Regions from separate parts of the Sus scrofa genome. Here region 2 is linked to region 1. A link is a contact called in public Hi-C data. All regions are on one chromosome and are shown on one strand. Each heading gives the region's core, a stretch centred on a gene start, on an enhancer-like site or on the middle of the called end of the contact. The rest is flanking DNA. Distances are from core to core; before and after follow the strand shown.

The links. A called contact is a pair of places that touch in the nucleus more often than the background predicts.
Region 2: a contact with region 1 is called in a Hi-C map of liver, with 5 times the contacts expected there. The contact joins the promoter of GINS2 here to the promoter of LOC100624067 in region 1. A contact is called at or near these places in 5 of 47 Hi-C or Micro-C datasets (embryonic fibroblasts, heart right ventricle, liver and 1 more).

Annotation. Positions count from the first base shown.
Region 1 is chr6:3,135,471-3,142,300 of Sscrofa11.1, reverse strand. LOC100624067 (cytochrome c oxidase subunit 4 isoform 1, mitochondrial) reads left to right here and starts at 4,682. Exons shown (of 5, transcript XM_021093705.1): 1 at 4,682-4,839; 2 at 5,973-6,046. The coding sequence starts at 5,974. EMC8 (ER membrane protein complex subunit 8) reads right to left here and starts at 4,671. Exons shown (of 5, transcript XM_003481777.4): 1 at 4,134-4,671. The coding sequence starts at 4,364.
Region 2 is chr6:3,214,353-3,220,206 of Sscrofa11.1, reverse strand. It overlaps GINS2 (DNA replication complex GINS protein PSF2), which reads right to left and starts at 1,552. Exons shown (of 6, transcript XM_003126817.4): 1 at 1,328-1,552; 2 at 1,002-1,116. The coding sequence starts at 1,417.

The DNA of each region.
Region 1 (6,830 bases), core at 3,433-5,932:
TGGACCCAACTCACCCAACCCCAGCCAGACTGCACAGAGAAGGCCGCTCCTCTCAGCAAAGCTGCTGCTGAGTGTGTGCGCGTGCATGCGTGCATGGGGCACTGTGCAATTTCAAAGCACTATCACCAACCTCCCGTGACCATACGATGACAGCCATAGAGCAGGTATGAGCCGCCCCGAGGAAGGCACTAATCCCATGCTTGCCGCTTCCAAGCTGGCGGCGTCTGCGAGCCTCTCCGCCGGCACCGACACACGGGCCTCGGAGTCTAAGAGGAGAGGGCGTGTGAGCGTCTCCGAGAGGACAAGCTCCACCTCAAGCCGGCCGCCGGCTTCTCTGGCGGGGCAAGGAGCAGGCTGGGGAGGAAGGGCGCTGGAGGGCACGGCGCAGGGCCAGAGGGCGAAGGTCGGGGGAGCCCTCAAGGGAGAAGCCCGAGCAGCACCTCCCTCGCCCGCGCCCGCAGGTTTATGCTCTGGAGACAAAAGGAGCAGAAGGGAGGAGGGGGCTGAGCAAAGAGCCAGGGGGCCGGCAGCTTGTTCGGGACGGGGATGGACGAGCTCGTGGAGGCGGGAGAAGACATTCTCGACCGAAGCTACCGAAGCTACGTGACTAGATCACCGCAAATAAGGAGGTCATGTGAGCAGAATGGAGTGGCAATCTGCTCCACAGCCCTGGGGAAAAGGGCAGAGAAGGCTTCGGGAAAGAGCAGGTTGATGCTAATTTCCCCACTGACATTTTATGGGCTTTTGCTATTAGAAATAATTCCATCACTACCTACGTCAAAGGGTTATAAGGATAAATTACAAAAACAGGCATTAGTATTTAAAAAAAGATAGAAAGCACCCAGAAATGCAACATTTTTTAAAATGGAAAATTATAATGAAAAGCCTTAAAAAGGGATCTGATGGGGCCCTTTGATGGACTGCATATCAAGTAAGCCTTTCCCACTTATCAAAAATAACTCAATCTGAGACTCCCTAAATAGAAATAAGCCATGGGAATCAGGTCTCCTTTATACAGTTTCATGAATTTAGCTGCTTATTAAACCGTGTCTCCTATAGCTGATAAACTGTGGCTTCAAACACTGCGATTTTATATCGCTTTCGGGCTACAGAATTGCTAAGACAAAGGTGAATGATACAAACTTAAGTCTCTGAATTGTAACACAAAATTTGCAGACGGACTCAAATTGCAAACTTTCCTCTATGACTCTGAGTTATTTAATTTGGACTCGATCAACAGCCTTTTCATATTTGTCAAATGCTGGGTCTCCGATCTAAGTTTTGGTCAATAAAACAAAACCTTGGCAAGGGCAGAACTTTGGCTGTTTGCTTGTACTGTGTGAAAAGAAGTGAACTGCAGTCTCGTCTGCACTTCATTTTGCTGGTCGGGAGACTCAAAACCCCGACTGCACCCCGACTGCAGGCGCTCTGGGGGAAAAGTGCTAGAAGGTGAGTCTGGAGTGCAGAGGTGCAAGGTTAGCATGAAGCCTCGAGCAGTGCCCCCCTCGACAAGCTGTGGCAGTGGTACATCTAAGAGTCAAGGTCCCGTCTGGGCATATCCCCCCCCACACACACACCCCCCGCCCCGGTAAGTGGTGGAAGCCCCGCTCCTAGGGGAAAGTTCACACAAAGGGGACTCCAGTATAGTTGTTTAGAGTTAGTCTATTTAATTTGCTCAGATACTTGCATTCGTATCTCGTAATAAGAACATAACCCTTTACCCCGTGAAGAATGAGAAAAATTAGTCCAACTTTGGCCATTCCAAGTGAGTTAGTTTAAGTCTGTCTTCACCTTGTGGGACCTTCTAGAATTTAAAGTGGCAGACATCTTCTCCTATCCCCAAGGCTACACCTTGGTCCGCTGACTCCCCTCCTCCCACCCACCTCGTAAAGGCTAGCGTTCTGTCCGCCGCTCTCTCCTCATTACACACTGTCTCCGCCAACATGGCCCATTCTTATGGCTTCAAAAGGCATCGAGAAGCCACTGGTTTCCAATCTGTGTCTCCAGCCTGGCCATCTTCTGAGTTGCAGATGCGTTTTTCAACTTTCAACACTAGGCTGTCTTCTTTTTGCCTCAATGAATGATGGTACCACTGTCCCCCCAGCGCCTAAATCAGAAACCAAGGTGTCTGTCACCCTAGCTCCCTTCTCCCTACGTCCACACACGATCCGTCACTGAACGCTGGGGATTCTCCCACCTGGCCCTCTCCAATCTGTCTCTCATGTGTCCACAGTGTACTCAGATTAGGCTACGTCTCTGCCTCGGGTGTAAAAGACACTCCCATTCCCAATATCCTCGCAGCTGCAGGCTGGAGCCACCATTCCCGGACCCAAATGTGACCCGGCAATTCTCCCGGGGCCTCCCTGTCCTCGTAATGGAACCCACCCTCCTTTGTGTGATGTGCAAGGTCCTCCACCCTGACCCCTGCCACGGCTTACCCCGCTCTAAGCCCAGGCCCTTCATACCCCACACTCTAGGTCTACCCAAACACCCGGCCCCCATTTTCTCCTGGTCTTTGCACATGCTGGTCCCTTTGGCTTGAGTGTTCTTCCTCCACCCCCAGACCCTGGGCCACCTAACCTGCATGTCCCTTTCTCTCCAAGCCTGGGTTAGCTGACCCCTCACCGCTTTCTGATTAACCCCACATGTGGCACTTCTTCAGTATTGTACGTGTCTGCCTGGTCCAAGTTCAACTGCTAAGCAGGTACTGTGTTGGATCCACAGCCATATCCTCGCCCAGCACAAGCTGGGCACTATGTAATAACTGAATAATCCTGCATTAACACTTACTGGTTAATCTAGTTCCCTGTAAGGGAATGCACTTCACACATCCAATCACGCTGCAATTCCCCTGATAACAGAATCATGAAGACAGCTGGTTGGAAAGACTTGCATTCAAACACACATACGCTCACCCCAGCGACATACTGGTATGGAAAGCCCGTACGTATCTGCTGGAGCTGAAACGGCGGATTTTACAGACACCTCTACCTCTCATCTGTCTCCTATCCCAAGCTGATATAAAGAAATCCACACGTGACTCGGTTTAACAGGCATTCAAAGACATGCCGTCAGTGAGTTCAGGCCAGCACCGCTTGTCTAAAGATACTTCCTGCTTACCAAGAATTCACCCGCGTGTCACAACTAGTCAAATTACGAAATGGATTCACTTTACTTGTTGGGAGGTACCGAGAAAGGATTTCTACATAACCCTTATCAAACTTAACTGTTATTTCCACAGGTTAACTAGTATATTTTCTGGTATCATAGTTTATAGATACATGGAAAACCATACTTCAACGCAGGTACTGCGGGAGGTTTGAGGCCAGTTTATTTCTCCCTAAGGTTTTAACTCAAATTTGTAGATGGGCTTTTTTCCGGGAAGGCTACTGCCTAGGATTCAATGACCAGCCAGTCTGTCTGTCTGTCTGACACATCTTTTCCCACTGTACTTCAATGAAGCAGTCCTAAGCAGACACACAGAAATGTGCTGGCCGGCAGGCACATCAGCTCCAGCTTTTAAAACCACCAGTTACTCTAGCTGTCACTAAGGGGGACAGACAACCTCTTCTTACAGAGTCCTCACGTGCATTCTAGGGCAACAGTGCCCATGATGCCAACGCTGCCTTTCTAAGCGTGTCTCCATCCTGGGAGTCTGGGGCAGTAACATCGGAGGAATCACAATCTTTATGCACACGCCAGACACGGATCCCTACACGTGAAGCTGCTCAAGAGCCAAACCGCAGCGTCAAAACTTCCGGCAACTCAAAATCCCAACTACAAACGCTATCGAATCATTACTCAGTTAATGACAGCTTGCTTCTATAAAAGCTACTGGCTTGAGAAAATTAATGTACTACTTGTCGCCCAAAGCGCCTCTAATGCCACCCAGGACGGTTACGGCATCTCCCTTGGCTGCGGCTACTGCTAGCGGCCGCCTACCGGGCGCGTGCTAAATGCAGGGAAAACCTATCTGCCTTCGCGGGTCCTCCGTTCATGGTCACGGCGACCTCGGGGGCGGGTCTGGACTCCGGCCGGACCACTGTGAGCTTCCAGCTAGGACTGCTCGGAAGCCAATCGCCAGCCCGTCTCCTGTCCCGCTGATTCCGAGGCAGGCCCCTTCCCACGCTTACCAGGGTGAGGGCCACCTCCAGCATTGGGGCGAGGGCCAGGGTGCCGTGGAAAAGGGGGATACAGTCCACGAAGAGGGTGTGGTGGGCGCCAGGGCCGCCCAGGGGGAGGTGTTCCTTGCGTGGCTTCTGCTTCTCGGCCACCAGCAGTCCGTTGACGGCGCAGTGCGGGTACTTGGCGCCGTGGAGCACCATCTTGCAGTAAGCCTGGGTGGTCAGCTTCACCCCGGGCATGCTGAGCCCGGGAGGGCCCCGAAGGCCCGGCGCCGGCCGAGGCCTGGATCCGCCTCCCAGCCGCGCGGCGCCTCAGGGGAGAAGCAGGACGAGGCAGCGGCTGCCCGGCGCGGGCTCGCGGCTCTGGAGACCTCCGCAGGCCCGGCCCCACTCGGTTCCGGTTCCTCGGACGCTGGCTCCCGCCGGGTAGAAACCAACTCGCCCGCCTCAGCCTCCAGTCGCTCTTCTCGCCCGCGCCGCCGGAAAGCGGTCCCCCACTGTCCGCCGGAAAGCACCCCGGCCCGGCGTTTTACGACGTTCGCGGCCCTCTCCACTTCCGGTCCTGTGACCTTCGGCGCGGCCGGGCGCGGGGTGGAGTCCCCTCTCGATCCCGTGGTGCTCCGCGGCAGGGTCGCGCTCTCTTCCGGTCGCGGGCAGCCGGGGCGTAGAGGGCGGTCGCGACAGGCGCCGAGGCAGTGCTGAGCGACCGAGGCAGGTGAGGCGGGCGGCGGCCGGTTCACGCTACGAGGCGCTGGCGGGTCGGGCGCCGGGAACCCTCGGGTTTGCGTGCTCGCCGCCCGGCGCCAGCAGGAATCGGCGGCTGGGCCTCGGATCCCGGTGACATTGAGGTCGGCCTGCGGGGGCTCTGGTCTCGGGGGCTGCCGTGTCGCAGCCTATGTGCCGGCCAGAAGCACCCGGCCCATCGCCGCTTTACTTGTCGCGGCCGCGGGCTGGCTTCCGGCTCTGACCTTGAGCGTCCGCTGGCCGCGGGCGCCGGCCCGAGGGCAGGTCGCCTTGCGGCCTCCCGGCCACCCGATTAGACGGAGCTTTGCCACCGCTCCGGGCAGAACGGTGCTCCGGAGAAGGGGCTCGGCTTCCCGGCCTGGAAGGCGCTCAGCATCCGCCCACGCGCGGGCCAGGCCCTGGGAGAAACTGTGGGAGACGGGAGCCAGTTCGATCCTGACGTCATGCTTCTCTTTATTCTGCCTGTGATGGGTATTTTTGGAAGTCATTCGAGGTCCTTTTCATTGTTAACAGTCCCTTGAAAGGTGCAGTTCTAAGGGACCGGTAGGTAGGGGAAATGGGCTAGATTCAGGAAAGGTGCAGGTGAGAGGTGAGTCATCCAGGGCATTTATGGTCCTGCAGGGATTGGAAATGCACGGGGACCCTGCTTGCAGCCTTTCTTCCAGGTTTCGCTTTTCTGTTGATTGCACCTATGGGGTTTTTAACCAAACGGTGAACGCAGTGCCTGTCACAGTCCCTTTGACCTATTTATCTTTTCTCTCTAAACAATGGGGCCCACAAAGGGGAGCGGATTCTGTCTTTTTCAGAGTCTCCTTTAAATTTTTTTTTTCTCTTTGCTTTTTAAGAAAGCCACTGTTCTACGAATTGCTTAAAGTGTGTACATGTTACAGTGCTTGGTTTATAACGCAGCTCCACTAAGGCGTGTTGACTGCCGAGAAAAGAAAAAAAACAAACCTCATCCTAGGTGTGAATTGAGAGATCAGTTATGTTGGGAAGAAAAAAAGGAACTCCAGTGACTCCCAAAATGCACTGGGGCAAAAAGGAGACTCTTGCCTGGTAGGTGTTTACTCTCATTCATAGAAAGGGTACATTTTTATCTTTCAGGATGTTGGCTACCAGAGTATTTAACCTCATTGGCAGGCGAGCAATTTCCACCTCGGTGTGTGTGCGAGCACATGGTAAGTGTAACGTCTTTTTGCTCTGTCATGTGTCAGGCCCTGTGCCGAAGTTTTTCAGACAGATCGTGAGATTGTGTTGTTGAGGCGCTAAAGGGGAGGTATGTGTATTTTAACCCAGCGAAGTTCTAAACCAAAGAGTATTTGTGAACGATATTGAAAAGTGTTGATTTAAAGAAATCGCACAACCTCAAAGTTGAGAGTAAAGTTTTATTTGGGGCAAAATGAGAATTTAAGCCCAAGCCCAGAGGCAGCGTCTTAAGTAACTGAGAAAATGGCTCTGAGGAGACCTAGGGAGGAGTTAGGATCTGTAGGAGTTTTGCAACAAAGAGCAGGTAGTGGGAACAAAAGATTACTGTAAATAACAGAAAACCAGATATCTCAAGGAATGTAGCACTTTTCTTTGGGAAGATGCTAAGGTCTGGGCTCTCTGTAATCCTTTCTCTGATAGGCACCTCCGCTGTCTGGGCCACTGTCCTGCATTTTCCGTAGCCTGAGTTTCCTCGGGGCTGGGTGGTGGGAGTGACTGCTAGGCGGCAGGTAGTCTTTGTTTCCTTCCAGAGTTCCCTGGGGCTCACCGGCTCACCGGCTCACCCTGGGCGGTGGCTGCACCCGGACGACTTTGACATCCTTTGTTTGGTGTATTTCTGATAAAAGGTGGGGGGGAGGTGCATACGCACGCCCGTTGCTGCAAGTTTGCCGCCGGTCTTGTGAAGGTTACCACCAGTCACGAGGAGCCGATAGCACCCTGAAGGATTTCAGTGTTTTCTAGAGATGAGGAGATGCA
Region 2 (5,854 bases), core at 303-2,802, 81 kb before region 1:
AGGTTGCAGACGAGGCTCGGATCCCACATTGCTGTGGCTCTGGTATAGACTAGTGGCTACAGTTCCGATTAGACCCCTAGCCTGGAAACTCCATATGCCGCAGGAGCGGCCCTAGAAAAGATAAAAAGACCAAAAAAAAAAAAAAAAAAAGCCACATACACACAAAAGAAATAATACTGTGTGTAGTCTTTGAGTTCTCAACCTCATCCCTTGAAATGGCCAAAAATAAATTGCCTTCTGTATTTGACACCTTACTTCCATGCATTCTCTATAATGTGAAATGACTGCTCCTCCTGCTGGTCTACACTTATTTTTTTTTTTTTTAATTAGAAATGTTGATTTATGAATTCCCATTGTGGCTCGGTGCGTTAAGAAACCCACTGTAGTGGCTCTAGTAGCTTCAAAAGCCTGGTTTGATCCTGCCACCATTCACAATGGGTTAAAGCATCAGGCGTTGCTGCAGCTGTGGCTCAGATTCACGCCCTGGCCCCGGGACTTGCATATGTTATGGGTGCGGCCTTTAAAAAAAAAAAAAAGAAAAAAAGCAAAGAAGAGGAGATGAAGTTCCCATTGTGGCTCAGCAGGAAACGAACCCGGCTAGTAATCATGAGGATTCGGGTTCAATCCCTGGCCTTGCTCAGTGGGTTAAGATCTGGCATTGCTGTGAGCTGTGGTGTGGGCCCGCAGCTGTAGCTCCGATTCGCCCCCTATCCTGGGAACTTTCATAGGCCGCGACTGCGACCCTAAAAAGGAGAAAGAAGAAAAGTTGCTTTCGAGTCACAAAACACCTTTCAAGCAAGTTGAGGTATCTCAAAATCCGAACTAGAATCGGTACACACACCCCAGACGACGATTAGTAACAGCGGTCCGCGGCCTCTAGCAGGTGAGACCAGGCCCATTCATTGATTTCAGCTGAGGAGTGGATGCCGCCGAGAAGGAAGGACCCCGCGCGGGCGGGTGATCCCAGGTTCCACGGCACTCCTCGTCCCCCACGTCCTTACCTACGTCCATCCACTCGGGAGCGAGCAGCCGGCACTTCTGTCTTTGTTTCAGGTTGATGGCCAGCCACAGAGGCACCTGCACTGGTAAGCCAGGGTTGAAAGGCCCCAGGTCGCCCTGCCGAGGGACACGCAGCCCGTCACGCACAACAGAACATCGCTGGACCTCGCTGCTGCCCACTCGGCTGAAACCCAAATACAGGCAAAAGCCAACTCGGCCGAGCACCTCGCCCCACCGCCCACCCGCTCCGGGGCCCACACGCGGCCGCCCAACACCTGTGGGCGCTGGGCCGTCCCTCCCGGAAGTGGGAACCGACCAGGGTCCTCACCCCGATGAGGTAGATCTTGTCCAGACTGAAGTTCGGGATAATGGTGACCAGCTCCTTTTCAGCCAGAAACTCCACCTCGGCCGCGTCCATGGTGGAGCCAACAGTCAGCCCCAGCCTCTCCGGCGCCTGAGGCTCCCCGGCGTCCTGCAGAAACGCTGCGGCCGCCGCTTTCCCGCCACCGCGCGGAACCCGCCCCCGGGCCGGAAGGAGCCTTGACTGGCCTATAGGAACGCGACGCTCTCCGCTTAGCGGCGGAAGGCGGGGACCGCGGCTGCTACGAGCCCGCGGATTGGCGATCTTAAGCGAGGCCGTGCGCAGGCCCCGCCCCTCTCACGGAAGGCCACGCCCCCACGCGTCCCGGCCACGCCCCTGCCGTGGGCCAAGCACCTGTCGCTGGAAGCCCACCTGTTCCTGGTTCAGCGCTCCGTGTCTCTTCACCAGCCCTGTGCGCCTGCCCGCCCACACTGCGAGTCAAGCTGGGCGTGAAGGTGGGGTTTGGGGCCGGGAGCATATGCAATTAAAAGTCACGGCGTGACCAGGCTTACACAGACTGGACCCCAGCCCAGCGGAGCGAGGAAAGCCGTTGTTTCCTTTAACTTCATAACCTTCTGTTCTCCCAGTACACGAAGATCAATACCTATAAAAGTGCAGATCCCTCCACGGCACCCACAGCTTCCAATTCAGAAACCGCGGGGAAGAGGCTGAGAATTTAACCTTAGGCTCCCTGGGGAAGAGGAAGTTTGCAAGACTGCAGCCAATACGCATTGATGAGCTCATCCATTAGCTGGTCCCGGCGCCTTACTATACCGTGGGGTCGTGTGCAAGGTAGCAGCAGTGTTCTCAGACCCTCCTGGGTCAGCACCCCCTAGGAGATTCTCATGTTCACATGCAGAATTGTGATTCATGGGTCTGGGGTGCGGACTGCCGGCTTCTGATGCCGTGGTACCCAGGCCAGGAATGCTTCCTGGGAGGTGAACCAGTTAGAAGAGGACTGGGGTTGGGGGGAGCGGGGGAGCAGTCAGGCCAGGGGCTGAATTTGATGCCCTGATCATTAGGCTCTAAGAAAAATCGTACCTGACAGGAGGATTTCAGGGTTCTGGATGCCTGCAGGAAGCCTGCCCAACCCCAGAAAACTCCATGCTTTCCTCTCTAACCCCCCTGAAACCTGCTCCATGTCAGGTTGTTGGGAAGATGAAATAAGGCCATAGATCGTTCTGCCCACCGACATGGCCTGGAAAGCTGTTGTTTTTCTGTACTGGAAATTGTCATTCCTGGCCTGAAGATTTTCTTCATTTCGTCATTTATAAAGACAAATACTTTCAAAAATAAAAAAATTCCCTCAGGATGCTGTGTGACTGAGAGCAAAGGACCACTCTGATTTTCAGTTTCTTCATCTACAAGCGAGCGGGGAGGGGAAGGAGCCCCCAGAGTGTCTGGGAAGGAAGGGAAGCTGCAGGCCACCTGGCCCCTCCTAAAATAGAAGCTCCCTCAGGCATCTGCAGAGAGTGTGTGCCAGCTTGTCTGGGTTTTGATTGATGGGGAAATGTTGTCTTGACTGGCAAATATTTGTGTTTCAAAGTTGGCGAGGCTTCCCTCCCTGACGGCTGAAGCCTGTAAAAGAGCAAATGAAAAGAGCTGGTGGGAAAACCGCAGTTCAGAGAGGCCTTGGTGGGACGAGAGCTGGCAGAGTCGGGTGCCTTGGCGTTCTTATCTGTAAAATGGGACAGTGCCACTGCTTATCTCACTGGGCTTTTGGGAGAATGAGATGAGGCAGGGTGCAGCTTTACATACTGCCAGATGGTGCTGTCTTGAGGTCTCAAACTTCAGCCTACATCAAGGTCCCGTGGGGGCTTGTTAAAGCAGCATGATTCACAACAGCCAAAAGGTGGAAGCCACCTGAGTTCCCGGGGTGGCTCAGCAGTTAATGATCCTGGCAAGGATCCAAGAGGATGCGAGTTTGATCCCTGGCCTCGCTCAGTGGGTTAAGGACCTGGCGTTGCCGTGAGCTGTGGTGCAGGTCACAGACGTGGCTCGGATCCCGCATTGCTGCAGCTGTGGCTGTGGTGTAGACTGGCAGCTATATCTCTGTATCTCCAATTGGACCCCTGGCCTGGGAACCCTGCCGCAGGTGTGGCCCTAAAAAAAAAGATGGAAACCACTCAAATGTCTATCAGCTGAGAGCTGAGCAACCACATGCGGTCGATAGTTACTTGGGAATATTATTCGGCCATAAATAGGAATGAAGCCCTGATTGACACTGCAATGGGGACAAACCTTGAAAACAGTATACTACGTAAAAGAAGCCAGACGCATGAACCGTATGCGATTCCATTTATATGAACTGTGCAGAATAAATGATAAATTCATGGTACTAGATTAGCGGCTACCAGGGTTGGGGGAGGGGGGAGGGGAGTGACTGTTAATGGGGACGAGGTTTCTTTTCAGGGTGATGGAATGTTCTGGAATTAGTGGTGGTGGTGGTGCTTCTACAACTCTGTAAATATAATAAAAATTGCTGAATTGTAGATTTTGAAACGGTGAATTTTACCATATGTGAACGATTCCTCAATAAATCTCTTATTTAAATGCCCCTCCGTAAGCTCCAGACCCAGACTTCCTGACTCAGTCATCACACACCTTACACGCTCCTTAGGAACTTTTTTGGGGGGGAACCACACCTGCAGCATGTAGAAGTTCCAGGGCCAGGGGTGGAACACAAGCCACAGCTGTGACCCAAGCCACTGTAGCAACAATGTTGGCGCCTTAACCCACTGCACTACCTGGGAACTCCAGGAACTTTTTCTAACAGGGCAAACTGGGAAGAGGGGTAACTTACCACCATCTAGCCCAGGACTGAGCCCCTCCCAGGATCCAAAAAGGACTTCTGACAGCCCAGCCTCAGGCCTGGCCTCTGAAGGTGGGGGAAAGAGAGAAAACAGGAGGAAAAGCAAAATGGGGAGGTGGTCTGGCCCGGCAGCTACAGCTCTGACTGGACCCCTAGCCTGAGAACCTCCACATGCCTTATGAGCACCTCCCCTTCCAGAAAAAATCCAGTATCAAAATTGGTTCATTCATTGTGACGAGTGGACCGGAGTAAGGTAAGATTAAGGATTAAGCACAGGTAAAACTGGGGGGCACGGTGGGGGCAGTATACGGGAACCCACTGTACTATCTGCTACTTTTCTGTAAATCTAAAGCTAAGTTTCTTTGGAGCTTCCTGGTAGCCTTGCAGTTTTCACTGCTGTGGCTCAGGTTTGAAACTTTGTATTTTTGTCTTTTTCGGGCCACACCTACAGCATATGGAGGTTCCCAGGCTAGGGCTCCAATCGAAGCTATAGCCGCTGGCCTACACTACAGCCACAGCTGCAGCAATGCCAGATCCGAGCCGCATCTGCGACCTACACCACAGCTCACAGCAATGCCAGATCCTTAACCCACTGGGCGAGGCCAGGGATCGAACCGGCAACCTCATGGTTCCTAGTTGGATTTGTTTCTGCTGCGCCATGACAGGAAGTCCTGTTTTTGTTTTTGTAAAAGTCTCCCCTCCAGCTTCCCCTGGGACACCCGAATCACTGGGAAGCTGGGACGCTCTCGTCCCCTGCACGTCCTTCCGGTCACCCGGGAACTTAGACCACGGTGCTCCCCGCATGACCGGCAACCTGGGCTTCTGACTTGAAAGCCCCAGATCTTTCTGCGATGCTGGCGATGTCCTGCAGCTGTGCTGGCTGGGATGGCGGCCACCAACCCCGCATGGAAACAGCGCTTGGCGCACCCGGACGTTTCCTGGGGTGAGCACGCTGGGAAGGACCCAGGGTCCCCCTGGGCAGAGCACCTGCTCTCAGTCCAGGGCCCGTCTACCTGGAGGTTTGAACTAGTGCCACGTGGCAGCGATGTTCTTACAGAGAAGAGAGAGGTCCAGGAAGACGAAGACAGAGTGAGGAATCGAGGAGCGGGGGAGGATGCCCTGCCTGTGGATGATGTCACCTGCTGGGTGCCCGGCCACACCTGGGCAGAGGGCCCTGGCGCCTCCGGCTGGGGCCTGGCTTCAGCCAGGCTACTCTCCTGTGGTCTCAGGGGACCTTGGAGGAAGCCGTGACTTGCCGCTGGGGTGTCTTCTCTCTAAGGAGGGGGCTAGAATGACAGCCACAGCAGCAAAAGAGACATGCTGAAGTGAAAACACCTCCTCTGAAAGCCAAAGCCCAGGTGGCGGAGGTGGCTACCTAGCAGGCCCAGAGAATAGGACAAGACTGCCTCCCTAACGGGACCCCTACCGGGCACCAGGAGCCTGGAAGTAGCGCTCCAGGCTGGATGACCTCTGAGGTCTCAGGTGGGGGTGACGGCGTGACCTCCGCGGGCCTGACCTCACCTGCAGTTTCTGGCCAGCAGCCCTGGATGCCGGGAGCCCAGCAGCTCCAGCTGTTCCAACCTTTGCATCCTGGAGCCCTTGGGAAGTGGGGCGGGACCGACGCAGGTAAGTTCTCCGCTGCATCTGGCAGACAGCGGGGCTCACGACAGCCCTCCAGGTGC